2 separate regions of the Mus musculus genome follow, and region 1 is linked to region 2. Evidence: chromatin contacts called from public HiChIP or PLAC-seq data. All regions are on one chromosome and are shown on one strand. Each heading gives the region's core, a stretch centred on a gene start, on an enhancer-like site or on the middle of the called end of the contact. The rest is flanking DNA. Distances are from core to core; before and after follow the strand shown.

Region 1 (5,964 bases), core at 2,369-4,868, 76 kb before region 2:
TAACTAACTAAATGTAAACATTAGATAAACAAACCAGCAGAACCTGTGGTTCTGCCCATGGAGCCCAGCAGTGCCCGGCTCATGGGAAGCAGGCAAAGTTTCCCCAAACCCACGCTCTGTCTCCAACCCCCGCATCCTCATCTCGGTCACTTTCCAGTACTTCACAGCTCCTGTACATGCAGACACTGGGCCTCACTGTCCTTTTTCTCAGGGGCTTGCTGTTTGCAAAGGAAATCGAGAGGCCTATGTTTTTATTCCATCCTTAAATGCAAGCTCCCTCCAGAAAACCAGGAGGCAGAAGAGAAGTTGAAAAAGGAAGGAAAGAAACCATGTTTGGTACCAGCTGCCTGGACGGGCGCGTCCAGATGTTTTCTGTGTGCGTCTGCATCTGCGTCCAGCCTCACCAGGACAGTCAGCGTGTCTGCCCGGGGTCCTGCGTTCAGGCTGACCACTCCATGGCCTATTCCCAAGATTTCTTCATGCCCCCTGTAGTTTGATTCTTTTTTTAAAATTACATTTATTTATTAATGTATTATGTAGGGCAGGGTATGTAGGCCCCGTGGCATCCTGTGGAGATCAGAGAACAACTTGCTGGAGTTGGTTTTCTTCTTCAGCTGATGAGCTATCTCACAGGCCTGTGATTAACATTTTTGGGTCCAAAATATTTTTTTAACCTTTCATATTATTTCTTTGGGCTGGATTCCAAGAAGTGGCATTACTGATAATGTGCAAAAGGTTCTTCGTATGGATTGCCAAATTATACTCCAGAAGGGCAGCGCTGTCTCGCCTCCACCCCTCCTCCCATCTCTGTCTCTGGTCTTCTCCCCCAACCCCACCCTGCCCCGTCCCCTTGGCAGGTGTGCCCACGGCTTGTTTGATCTTCCTCAAATCCCTACAACCTTTGTGAAGTCTGGAAACCAAGCTGACACACTTCACACTGAAGTAAGAAAGACGTAGGAGCCTACAGAGGGCTCCCCAGCACTGCCGGCTGTGGGGTCCTCTAGCCCGTGTCTTCTCCATTCTAACACGGTTTAGTAGTGACAGGTGAGAGAGAAGCAAACCGAAAGGATGAAATACAAAGGAAAAGTACACGCCAAAGAAGAAAGACGGTAGAAAACACGTGCTCTGTGGCGGGAGGCCGAGGAGGGACCTAGAAGGTGGCGAGAAGAGAACAGCAACAGGAGCGCTCAGAAAAGGAAGTCCGCTATCCCGGACACCCAAGATGGCCCAACTGGAGACAAAGTGAAACCAGCCCGGAGTTGAAGGCGCGGGCAGAAGAGGGGTGCGTAAAACAGGGACCGCCTGGCATTGCGACCTCTCCATGACCAGGAGAGACACAGTCTACGAGCTGGCGTGAAAGCGGGCAGCGGCTCGCTTGGAGTGTAGTTCTTGGACTGAGGGGGCAACACGAGAAAGGAGCCTTAAGCATGGAAAGAGCCGCCCAAAGCAGGCAATTAGCATCTCCCACCGTGGGGTCGCAGGAGCATCGTGCAAAATTACGTATCCAACTCCAGGAGTCCCTAGCGCCCGGCATACTCCGTGCACCCCGCACATCGAGTGCACTCAGCAACGGAGTGCACGCCACATCATCTCGCACACCAAGGGATTGCAGGCAGCTCAGCTGCGCAGCAGCCCATGACGATCCCAGATACTAACGCTAGAGGGAGCGCAAGGGTTGTCGTGCCTTGGGGTCCTGGACCATCCGGGCAGCCTGTAGGGTGCTGGGCTGCTCAGGGGTGCAGGGGTGTGGATGAGGCCCCGAGTGGCTGATGGGGGGGGGGCGTGCAGAGAGTTGTCGAGTGCCTTACTTGATGTTACACACAAGCCGTGTGAAACAGAAACTGGGCAAAGGAGGCAGGGCATACTGGTGCCCCCCCCCAACCTCCAACTCTGCTCCCCGGAACTTTTTAAGGGGGGGAAATAATCCGATCCCATCTGCACTTACCTCGTCACCTAACATGGGGGAGGGGAGGGGTAAGGGCGCGCGCACACACACACACACACACACACACACTCCACTTTCGAGGGGCGGGGGTGGTGGGCAGGCAAACTTTAAAAGGCTTTTAAGCAAAAAAAAAAAAAAAAAAAAAAAAGGAAAACGAGGTTGCACGAGGCTGAGGTACTTGAAATGATTTTTGTGTTGCAAATTGCTATGCTTTTACTGAGGGCTGATGAAAATAAATGAAGCGCCTCTCCCTCTTTTTGCTAATAAATGAAATGAAAAAAAAAAGCACCATTATTATGCCACCTGCTTCTAATTCCTAATTGTGGTAACTTAATTTTCGGATTGTTGTAACGGCTTGCTACCGCAGGCGCCCGAGCAAAAAGAAAAAAAAAAAGTATGGAAGGCCGGTTGGGTCTCTTTTGGCAGATGAGGTAGACTACGTGCAGGTTGGGTTTTTTATTTGCTTCTCGCATTGAGATTTACATATTGTATATTGGGAGGAGATCATCCAGCACTTTCTTCAGCAGCCCGAGGGGTGCTCGGGAGGAGGGAAGAGTCTGAGGTACTCCCTCAGCAGTGGCCGTGACAAAGTCCACGTTCCCCCCACCCCCACCCCGCCCCCCGCACTGAGATTGAATGTTGTTTTCTCTAAAAGAAGGAGGAAGTGTTTCTATAAACTGGTCCCTGGCTGCCTTCTACGAACCTTAAAGCCCTTAGAGACGCGGACTGGACTTGGTGGTGGGTTCCTCTGAATGGCGACCCTATTACCAGCTGAGCTGAGATACCCCTTTGGTTCCTTGCTCCCTGCTTGCTCCCTATACCCTGAAACACCTTAGGCAGAGTCCTGATATAAAAATTCTCCTGTCAAACGGACGTGAGCAGATCCACAACACAATAACTTCACCCAAGTCAAGGGTCCTGTTTTTACCATTGTAACCTAATTCCAAGTTCAAACTAAGAATTTTTTTTTTAAGTTCTGGGGTTATCAGGCATATTGGAAATCATCTGAAGGGTACATGTTTTCGATACTGTGATAAAAGGGTAGATTACTTCTTTAATCTACACATACACACACACACACACACACACACACACACACACACACACACTGGTTTATAAGCTAAGTCCATATCTAAGAAGAATAACAGTTGAAGCCAGAAAAACCTGCCAGAAAGAGAGCAAACACCTTCTCTGGCGAAATCAATTTAAACTCTGACTGTCATGGCCTCCTGGCTCCTGAGAATCTCACACTGGGGACCATTGTCCTTTATGCCTGTGATAGAAATAGGCTGTACAATGTGGGTTGAATTGCATTAGAGTCATTTCAGAAGAGAGAGATGTTTATTGTCTATAGAAAACAGCCAGACTTGCCACCCGGCTGAAACTATCCTGTGAGTGCTGCAGTGACTCTGTTGATGATAAAACCCAACTCTAAGGGAAGAGACCAGGAGCCAGCGTGGACCAGAAGACAGGCAGTGCAGCCCAATTCTAAACATAAGAGGATCCAAGGAGGGGATGCAGAGAGGCCATCGATGAATGGAGACCGAACGGAAGAAAAACATTTGTGAATGAGACTTAATGGGGCCCGGCGGCAGGTGCTGTTTAAATACCCAGAATAAGGTTGCAAGCAGCTCGTTCGCGTTTGCTGGGCGCCTATCCTATGCTGCGTGACATTAGAATGGAAATGTGCAGAAAACACAAGCCTACATCTGCAGGCAGAGCTAGGCTGACAGGGAGAGGGGGTAGGAGACCGACCTCAAAGTCAGAAAAATATGCAGAAGTGGAGAATCTGCGTGCCTGGGTGGTGGTGTGGGTGGCTTAATGTAACACGGAATGCAAATGCGTCTCCCGATCAGCCTAGAGTGTCTTATTTACATCTTAAGCTGTTTGTTGCTGATTTTTTTTTTCATGCAACCGTTTTATACTGGAATTCTCAAAGCTGAACCAGGAGCGTGGAAATGGCTTGGTTGGGCTCTTGCTGTGTATCTTCTGGAAGGCACCAACTCGCATGCACACACATGCACAGCCACATCTATTCATACAGGAAGTGTGCCCCTTATCCATACAAATCTCTGCCATCTATATTCCCAAACACGGGGGAGTCTGTGTATTTATTTCTGTCTTGAACTCAACTATGAAACACAAGTCAACATTCTTAAATGTCATTTTTTAATACCTCATATAAAAGGCAAACTTCTCCTAACGTGCTTTCCTATTAAATGAACTCCCCGAATACTGCGTGCACCCAGTTTCATTCGTAATGCTAAGGCATAATATTTTTTAGAATTTCTTTCAGCATTAAAAAAAAATGAAAGAAAAAGAAATGCAGGGAAAATATTTTGAAAGTCAATTAAAATTTTGTGTACGTTTTCATTTTTTAATGATAAATTAAGTTACTAATTTTGTCCGTGCTCTTTGTAGACACTGCAGGTTTAATTGCTAATTGTTAACTGCGAATGAATACATTTGCATATTAATTAGCTCCCAATTTACATTTTTAATTTGCTTCCTTCAAAAGGTGCAAGATAAAAGGTCGTGTTATTTTAAATAATTTATGCTTTATTGCATGAAATACGCTAATATGAAATGTGCCTACTAATTTTAACCCCTTTTCTAAGAAGGAAAGCGAGCAGCATTAAAGGGAACACGGCTGAGCTGGTGGTGTTCTGGAAAAAAAAAATTATGCTGTTCTGAACCTCGGCAACAACAGAATCACTTTTTCCTGCAGTCTTGTTGGACTGGGAAAAAAAAAGGAGAGACTGTATTCTTTCCTATACCCATCAGCTTAAACAGTGATAATGTATTTAAAGGAAAAAAAACAGCTGTAGTGTGTCTAGGTGTCTGGTTTGTGTCTGTGTGTCTGTGTGTCTGGTTTGTGTCTGTGTGCCTGTGTGTCTGTGTGTCTGTGTGTCTGTGTGTCTGTGTGCCTGTGTGTCTGTGTGTCTGTGTGTCTGTGTGTCTGTGTGCCTGTGTGCCTGTGTGCCTGTGTGTCTGTGTGTCTGTGTGTCTGTGTGTCTGTGTGTCTGGTTTGTGTCTGTGTGCCTGTGTGCCTGTGTGTCTGTGTGCTTGTGTGTCTGTGTGTCTGTGTGTCTGTGTGTCTGTGTGTCTGTGTGTCTGTGCATGTGTACACTGACTAGGGCTTTCTCTGGGGGCCCCATCATGCTTTCTAGTGAATCCTGTTTGCAAATGGAAGTCAATGAAGCGGCATCCATTAATGGCTGCTCCTTCCCCACTGCCACCACCATGGACTAGACCCGACATTCTTCCAAAGTGTGGCTTCCAAGTTCCTTGCCCAGCTTTCTTAAAAACCCACCAGTTTGTTCCTCTCAGGGAACTGATCAAAGAGTTCTCATATTGTCATTAAGTCCCCCCAGAAGAAAAGAAACCCTGATTGTCAACCGGCTGTAGTATTGACACATCATGGCTTAGACCAGAAGCAGAATGCCCTCACTGCTGGTGACTGTACGTCACTGCTGGTGACGGCATCTCCTCTCCGCTCACTCCTTGTTTTCTTTTATGTGGTGTTTTAAGCCATCACCACTAAAACGCTTAGGATAGTTCACAGAGCTGTGCAATAATCTTCTTGAATATGCATGCATGCATGCATTAGATTTACAAAAAAAACATAAACAGAGTTTGGGAATTACAAAATTGGGTATAGAAGAGATGTGTGAACGACAGGCAGGGACTGGAATCTGTCTGCATTCCCAGGTTTCCTGGGGTGCTCACCCCTTTTTTTTGTTCTTTCTGCAGCTGGATCCCAAGCCCATACCAAACCCCGTCTTGTGCTGATGGCTAGCATGGTGCTTCAGATATTAAGACACAAAGCTTTAAGCCATCAAGGTAGCTCAGCTGGTAAAGGCATCTGCTACCAAGCTTGAAGACCTGAGTTCAAGTCTCCGACCTTTCATGATAGACAGAGAAAACCACCTCCCTCAGACTGTCCTCTGACCTCTGCATGTGTCCAGTGGTATTTGTGCGTGCATGCACGCGCACACACACACACACACACACACACA
Region 2 (6,664 bases), core at 2,788-5,287:
ACCTAGCTGTAATCCACAGAGCATTCTATCTAGAGACTGTCCATTCTTCTCAGTAGCTCTTAGAACTGTCTCCAATAGGTTACCTGTTAGGGCACAACACAAGCCTCAGCAGATAGAGGACTGTGGGAATAGCACCCCTACTCTATCTGACCACAGATGAGTAACGTCAGATAATAACCGCAGGAAAACGTGCAGAATGCACATAAACCCTCGGGGACTGAACAAAGCACTATTGACGTCCAACGGGTCACTAACGAAAGCAGACAGACTCACAGAAGTCCTAGAACTGAATTTTCACTCAATCGGTATGAAAATGCAACATACCAATATCTATAGGCCGTAAGGAGGGCAGTCTTAACAGGAAAGTCTAAAGTGCTAAGTCCTTACATAAAAGTGTTGGAGAGAATCTCAAATAAGTAATTAAGTTTACTTGTATAACTTAATGCCTTGGAAAAACAGAAACAAGCCAAAACCAAAGCAGTAAATACGGAGAAATATTATTAGGGCAGAAACTGACTAAATCAAATAGAAAAAAAAAAAATCGATGGAGTGTTGAGTTGTTTGAGAAGATACCCAAGATGGGCAAGCTCTTAGTCAAATTAACCAAAAAGAAGAGAGAAACCCAAATTAGTAAATTAGAGAGACAAAAAGGAAAACATTATGATAGATAACAATGAAATTCAGAAAACTGTAAAGGCATACCTGTATTTGATTAAAATTTTAAAGTCTAGAAGAAATTAATAAATTTCTAGATGAGTACAATATACCAAAATTAAACCCCAAGATGGAATAAATAATTTAACTAGATCTATAGCCAGCAATGAGATTGAAGTAATAATAAAAGTTCTCCCAATGAAAACAGCCTGAGACCAGATGGAGTCACAGTAGAATTCTAACACACCTTCAAAGACCTACCATCAATATTTCTAAAGTTACTTCATAAAACAGAAAAAGCTGAATGCTGGCAGTGTACACCTTTAGTTCCAGTACCTAGGAGACAGAGGCAGGTGGATCTCTGAGTTCAAGGCTGGCCTGGTCTACAGAAAGAGTTCCAGGATAGCCAGGATCCTGTCTCAAAAAACAAACAAATGGAAGGAAGGAAGGAGGAAAGGAAGGAGGGAGGGAGGGAGAGAGGGAGGAAGGGAGAGAGGGAAGAAGGGAGGGAGGGAGGGAGGGAGGGAGGGAGGGAGGGAGGGAGGGAGGGAGGGAGGGAGGGAGGGAGGGGAGAGAAGGGAGGGAATGGTTGGTTTTATCAGCTTGGCAGTGTGGAATTAACTGAGAAAGTTCTCTCAGTGAGGGACTGTCTAAATTAGGCTGGCCTGTGAGCATATTTGTGAGAAATTATCTTGACTAGTGGAAGAGACATGCTCACTGTGGGCAGCCCCATTCCCTAGGCAGGGGAGCCTGGGTTGTATAAGAATGGAGAAAGCAAGCAGAGCACAAGCATGCTCTCTCTCTCTCTCTCTCTCTCTCTCTCTCTCTCTCTCTCTCTCTCTGTGTGTGTGTGTGTGTGTGTGTGTGTGTGTGTGTGTGTCCTGGATTGTAGATGTGACTAGCTGCTTCATGTTTCTACCACCTTGACTTCTCCACAGTGATAGACTAAACCTGGGACTATGAACTGGAATAAACCCCCTTATCCCCTAAGTTGCAAAACTGAAACTTAAGACTCTTGCTGCTCTAGTCTTCTGTTTATCCCCCAGCTCCCCCACATGGACCAACCCCAGGGCCTTTGTGCTGACATTCTGCCTGCAGTGGCCTTTCACCTTCTGACACCAGGCGCATACTCTGTCTTCCTCAACCCAGCTCAGATGGAATCACTTGCAGTAAAGCTCCTAGGTTGGCAGGCTCCTCCCCTCCCCTCCCCTCCCCTTTCCCCTCCCTCTCCTCTCCTCTCTTCTCGTCTCATCCTGTCTCCCATTCTATTCTGCCTCTTTCTGTCTGCTTTCTTTCATCTCTTCTTCAATTTCCACTTCCTGTCTCTACTTCCCTATTGGTGTTTGCTTTCTCTCTCTCTCCCTCTCTCTCTGTCTCTCTCCCTCTCTCTCTGTCTCTCTCTGTCTCCTCTCTCTCTGTGTCTCTCTCTGTCTCTCTGTCTCTCTCTCTCTCCTCCCTCTACACTCCCACTCTCTACCACCCGCTGCCCATCAAACAGTTCCTTCTTCGTCCACATGCTGTGCAAGGAATTTTCCCCCTGTTGCCTGCAGGCAAGTTGGTGAAGAATGAATTTTTAATTTGTTTTTCCCTTATTTGGCTTCTCTACACGGGCAAGCAGACCTTGTGTACCTCCACATGGGACTAGAGATGACACACCTTGATCTCTGAGTTTGGTTTTGTCATTTCCCATAGAAATCAAACTCACACAGAGAGCCAAACACAAGGTCAGAGAGTGGGAACAGCCAGCCCGGGACTCACAGTGGCCTGCTGCCAGTGCTGGGTATGAGGACCCTTCTATGGGGTTCTTTCCCCTGTAGAGAACTTCGGAGAAAGACTGTTGCCTGAGTGGCCAAGACAGGAGGGAGCTGCAGTCAGGTCCCCAGCTGAGGAATGGGGAGCAAGAACCCCAAAGGAGATCTTTGCACCTATGTATTCACGGTGGGTGATGCTCAGTCTGTCGGGAGACAGAACTTCCCAGGTGAGGTCTCCATTCATCATGAGCCTCCCTGAGCTTCCACCACTCCATAATGTTCTCAGGGTTGGTCACACAGAACCAATGTCCCCCAGGAGGGTCACGGGGACACTCAATGTCCTGGTTACACCTAGGGTCATTTATATCCTTTGGGTCTCAGCTCAAATGTCACATCACTGCAAAGTCCCCTTGTCTCCCAGGTCAGGGCCTTCTGGCTTGTGCAACTCCCCCACCCCCACCCCCACGACTGCCTTGCCCAGACCCTCTGCTCCTCTGCAATTTTTTGATTAATTTGTATCACTTGTTGCCTGAACACCTTCTCCACATAAAGCAAGTCCCTTTAGCCAGGGCCTTGCTGTTTAGTATTCTCATCACCTCGGAGCCTGTTACATGATAGACAGCCAGGAAATATCCATGGGGGCGGGGGGGGGGGGGAATGAATGAGCAAATGGATGAATTAATGAATGAGATTGTCCTTTCCAAGTGATGTGTTTATAAAAAGATGAGAGAAAGAATATGTTCTGTGTGTGTGTGTGTGTGTGTGTGTGTGTGTGTGTGTGTGTGTGTGTGGTATGGGGGAAGGGGATGTCTCAGCAGGCCCATGCCAAGGTATCCCTTCCCCTTGAGGGACCAGTCACATGACAACGGTACAGTACAGAATAGAGTTTATTCAGGGCATGGGAGGGGAGTTAAGAGAGTAGTAGAGGCAGAGAAAAGCAGAGAGAGAGAGAGAGAGAGAGAGAGAGAGAGAGAGAGAGAGAGAGAGAGAGAGAGAGAGAGAGAGAGAGAGAGAGAGAAGTAGAGGAGTAGAGGCCCGCCATAAGCACGTGGGGGGCGGGGAGGAATGGGGAAGAGGGGCGAGGGGACAGAGCGGGATCAAGAAGGAAAGAACAAGAAGGCAAGAGCCCAAGAGAACAAGAAAGGAACAAGAGAGAGAAGAAGGGGCAAGCAGCCCCTTTTATAGTGGATCAGGCCTACCTGGCTGTTGCCAGGTAACTGTGGGGGTGCAGTTTAGCCAGAATGCTAACACCGAGGTTCTGATGACTTGTGGATGTCATCAGTGATGAGACTGGGCAGTCTCCTGTAGGACCAGTGCGAGCTTACCTAGGATATAGGCTTGATCCTTGCCAGATCCTCTCCGCTCTAGCCTAAGTCCTTACTGAGCGGGAGTTTCTCCCGCTCGCCCGCCCCGGGCCTCACATCCACCAGCCCGCTATCCTCTTCAACCAGACCCGTATCTCCTTTGGAGTTGTAATTAAAATAACATATTCACCAGCTGTTTTTTTTTTTTTCCTCTAGATTTAATCTGCCCGGGCTCTGATTTGCATAGTAAAAGCACTAATTAGCCCCTCTGAGTGCTTGGGCACGGAGAGGGCAGTAACTGGTCACATCGTCCCTGCAGACGGGTTCCCAGTGCTCTGGGCAAGGATCCGGTGGCGGCCAAGCCCTGGGCATGCGCAGGCAGCCTTTGTTTCCCAGTATTTGGGGACTGGGAGGCTACTGGGCTTCTTCCTCGTGGCTCGCCTTCTCTTTGAAGTGTCTTGTTTGATCTGTTTGCTTGTCTGTCAATTTTGTTTTAATTCCTTTGGAGTGTGTATGTTTGAACCTTCCTGGCCACCCCGGGGCTCAGAGTCCCAGAAAGTGGAGCTAGCCTTCAACCTCCATGACAACCATGAGCAGCCATAAATCCCCAGCCCACAGGGCTGTGTCCCTTCCCAAAGCTGCCCCCAAGGTAGAGCGGGGGCAGTTCCAGCCTGTTGGTCCTTTTAAATTATATCGTTACTGGAACCATTCAAAGGAATAGCTAATTGCTGTTGTTATTATTTCCTTAAAAATAAATTGGGTGCTGTGAGGAGGCGACCATAAAAGCCGCCAGCCTGTGAAGAGAGGTTCTAACAGACCCGGAGGCAGGTAGCATCAGCATCCCTCCTGAAGTAGCTGGGATTTTCTGCGACTTCCAGACTGAGCCATTAGATGAGGAATGTGCCTACCCAACCTGTGGCTACAGGAGGGAAACTGAGGCCTAAGCATTGCAGGAGCTAGCGACAGCCGGCCATGGTAACAGCTGGGGTCCCAGAATCTCATAAATTCCAACCCAAGATCTGCTATCCTTCCTCCCCCAGTCCCCCACCCACCCCGCAATGCACACTCACTACTTCCAGACCTCAGGCTCTCCCAGGCAAACAGCAAGAACTGGGCCACAGTGAAACAGCCAGGTAGGGATGGTGCTGGCCCCAGGGGACCAAGCCAACCCTGACGAGAATGAAGCCAAGCGTTCAGCACTGATGGAATGCAGGAGCAGTCTGCAGATCCTGAGCATGGGGGCCTAAGATGACTGCCATACACTCGGTGGCCACCCACCCAGGGACCGTGCCAGCCCTCCTCGAGGCATCCCTCCCTCCACCCATCCTCACCTGATGTGTCCAAGAGGTCACATCTAACTGGGATTGTGACTCCAGTGACCTCCTGCCTGGAGTGTCAGCCAGGCTGAAAGCTTCAAGGTCAAGTGTACAGCACCGAGGTGTGGGGCCAGTGGGGGAAGGAGGCAGTGCCAGGATGCGCTTTGTGGAGACAAGGGGGACGTTCTTGACTCTGGGGCAAATCACTAGAAACCCAAGGAAACCAGGTCAGCTAAAAACTTATGTCATGTGGTCCAGACAGGAACAGCACAAGAGAGGAAGGGCCAGCAGACAGTGTGTGTCCTGGATCAGATGTCGGGGAACTCGGCAGAGGCAGGCACTCCAGCCTAAGCTGCTACTGCAATAGGTGGTAGGGTGATGGTGAGGTGATGGTGAGGTGATGGTGAGGCTCTGGTGAGGTGATAGTGAGGTGATGATGAGGTGATAGTGAGGTGATGTTAAGTGATGGTGAGGTGATGGTGAGGTGATAGTGAGGTGATGGTGAGTGATAGTGGAGGATGGTTAGGTGATGGTGGAGGTAATTGTGAGTTTAATGGTAAGATAATGGTGGGGTAATGTTAAGGGGCTGAGTGGGGTAATGATGAGTGATAGTGAAGTGATGGTGAATGATGGTGAGGTGATGGTGAGGTGATGGTGAGTTAATGGTAGGTGATGGTGAGGTGATGGTGAGTGATGGTGAGGTGATGGTGAGTGATGGTGAGGTGATGGTGAGGTGATAGTGAGGTGATGCTGAGTGATAGTGGATGATTGTGAGGTGATGGTGGAGGTGATTGTGAGGTGATGGTGAGGTGATGGTGGGGTGATGGTGAGGTGATAGTGGGGTGATGATGAGTGATAGTGAAGTGATGGTGAATGATGGTGAGGTGATGGTGAGGTGATGGTGAGGTGATGGTGAGTGATGGTGAGGTGATGGTGAGTGATGGTGAGGTTATGGTGAGGCAATAATGAGGTGATGGTGAGTGATGGTGAGGTGATAGTGAGGTGATGATGAGTGATGGTGGATGATGGTGTGATGGTGGGGGTGATTGTGAGGTGATGGTGAGGTGATGGTGGGGTGATGGTGAGGTGAGAATGGGGTGATGATGAGTGATAGTGAGGTGATGGTGAGGTGATGGTGAGGTGATGGTGAGTGATGGTGAGGTGATGGTGAGTGATGGTGAGGTTATGGTGAGGCAATAATGAGGTGATGGTGAGTGATGGTGAGGTGATAGTGAGGTGATGATGAGTGATGGTGGATGATGGTGTGATGGTGGGGGTGATTGTGAGGTGATGGTGAGGTGATGGTGGGGTGATGGTGAGGTGAGAATGGGGTGATGATGAGTGATAGTGAGGTGATGGTGAGTGATGGTGAGGTGATGGTGGGGTGATTGTGAGGTGATGGTAAGGTGATGGTGGGATTAGATTGATGGCGGTGGTTCTTGGTGAGTCTAGAGTCCTGACTTCTGAAGAAGAGTCAGCACAGAAGGCCAAGCGGAGAGGATATGGGAATGGGAAGCAGTGAGCTGGGGGCTTGGTTTGCGTGGGCTGCTATGAGGACACCCAGTTCCCACCAAGATCCATCTGGGATCTTTTAAGAACAGAAGATGGAGAAGAGACCCAGGGGAAGGCAGTGGTCTGA

Evidence for each region. HiChIP or PLAC-seq counts read pairs in DNA pulled down with a chosen protein or histone mark.
Region 1: a contact with region 2 is called in an H3K4me3 HiChIP or PLAC-seq map of embryonic forebrain, with 2.7 times the contacts expected there. The contact joins two enhancer-like sites. A contact is called at or near these places in 2 of 15 datasets of contacts at CTCF or cohesin (both in embryonic stem cells), 7 of 484 Hi-C or Micro-C datasets (the HL-1 cell line, embryonic cerebral cortex, embryonic somatosensory cortex and 2 more) and 11 of 115 datasets of contacts at active chromatin or transcription factors (astrocytes, bone marrow-derived macrophages, embryonic basal ganglia and 4 more).

Annotation. Positions count from the first base shown.
Region 1 is chr12:105,958,540-105,964,503 of GRCm38.p6, reverse strand. No RefSeq gene overlaps it. Among named protein-coding and RNA genes, the nearest start is that of Vrk1, 49 kb to the left of the region's middle. Within about 2 kb of position 3,618, at least 30 of the 459 cell types and tissues checked have an H3K27ac peak or open chromatin away from gene starts, as enhancers often do. A contact at or near this core is called in embryonic forebrain, where this site is marked.
Region 2 is chr12:105,882,259-105,888,922 of GRCm38.p6, reverse strand. No RefSeq gene overlaps it. Among named protein-coding and RNA genes, the nearest start is that of Gm19554, 14 kb to the left of the region's middle. Within about 2 kb of position 4,037, at least 15 of the 459 cell types and tissues checked have an H3K27ac peak or open chromatin away from gene starts, as enhancers often do. A contact at or near this core is called in embryonic forebrain, where this site is marked.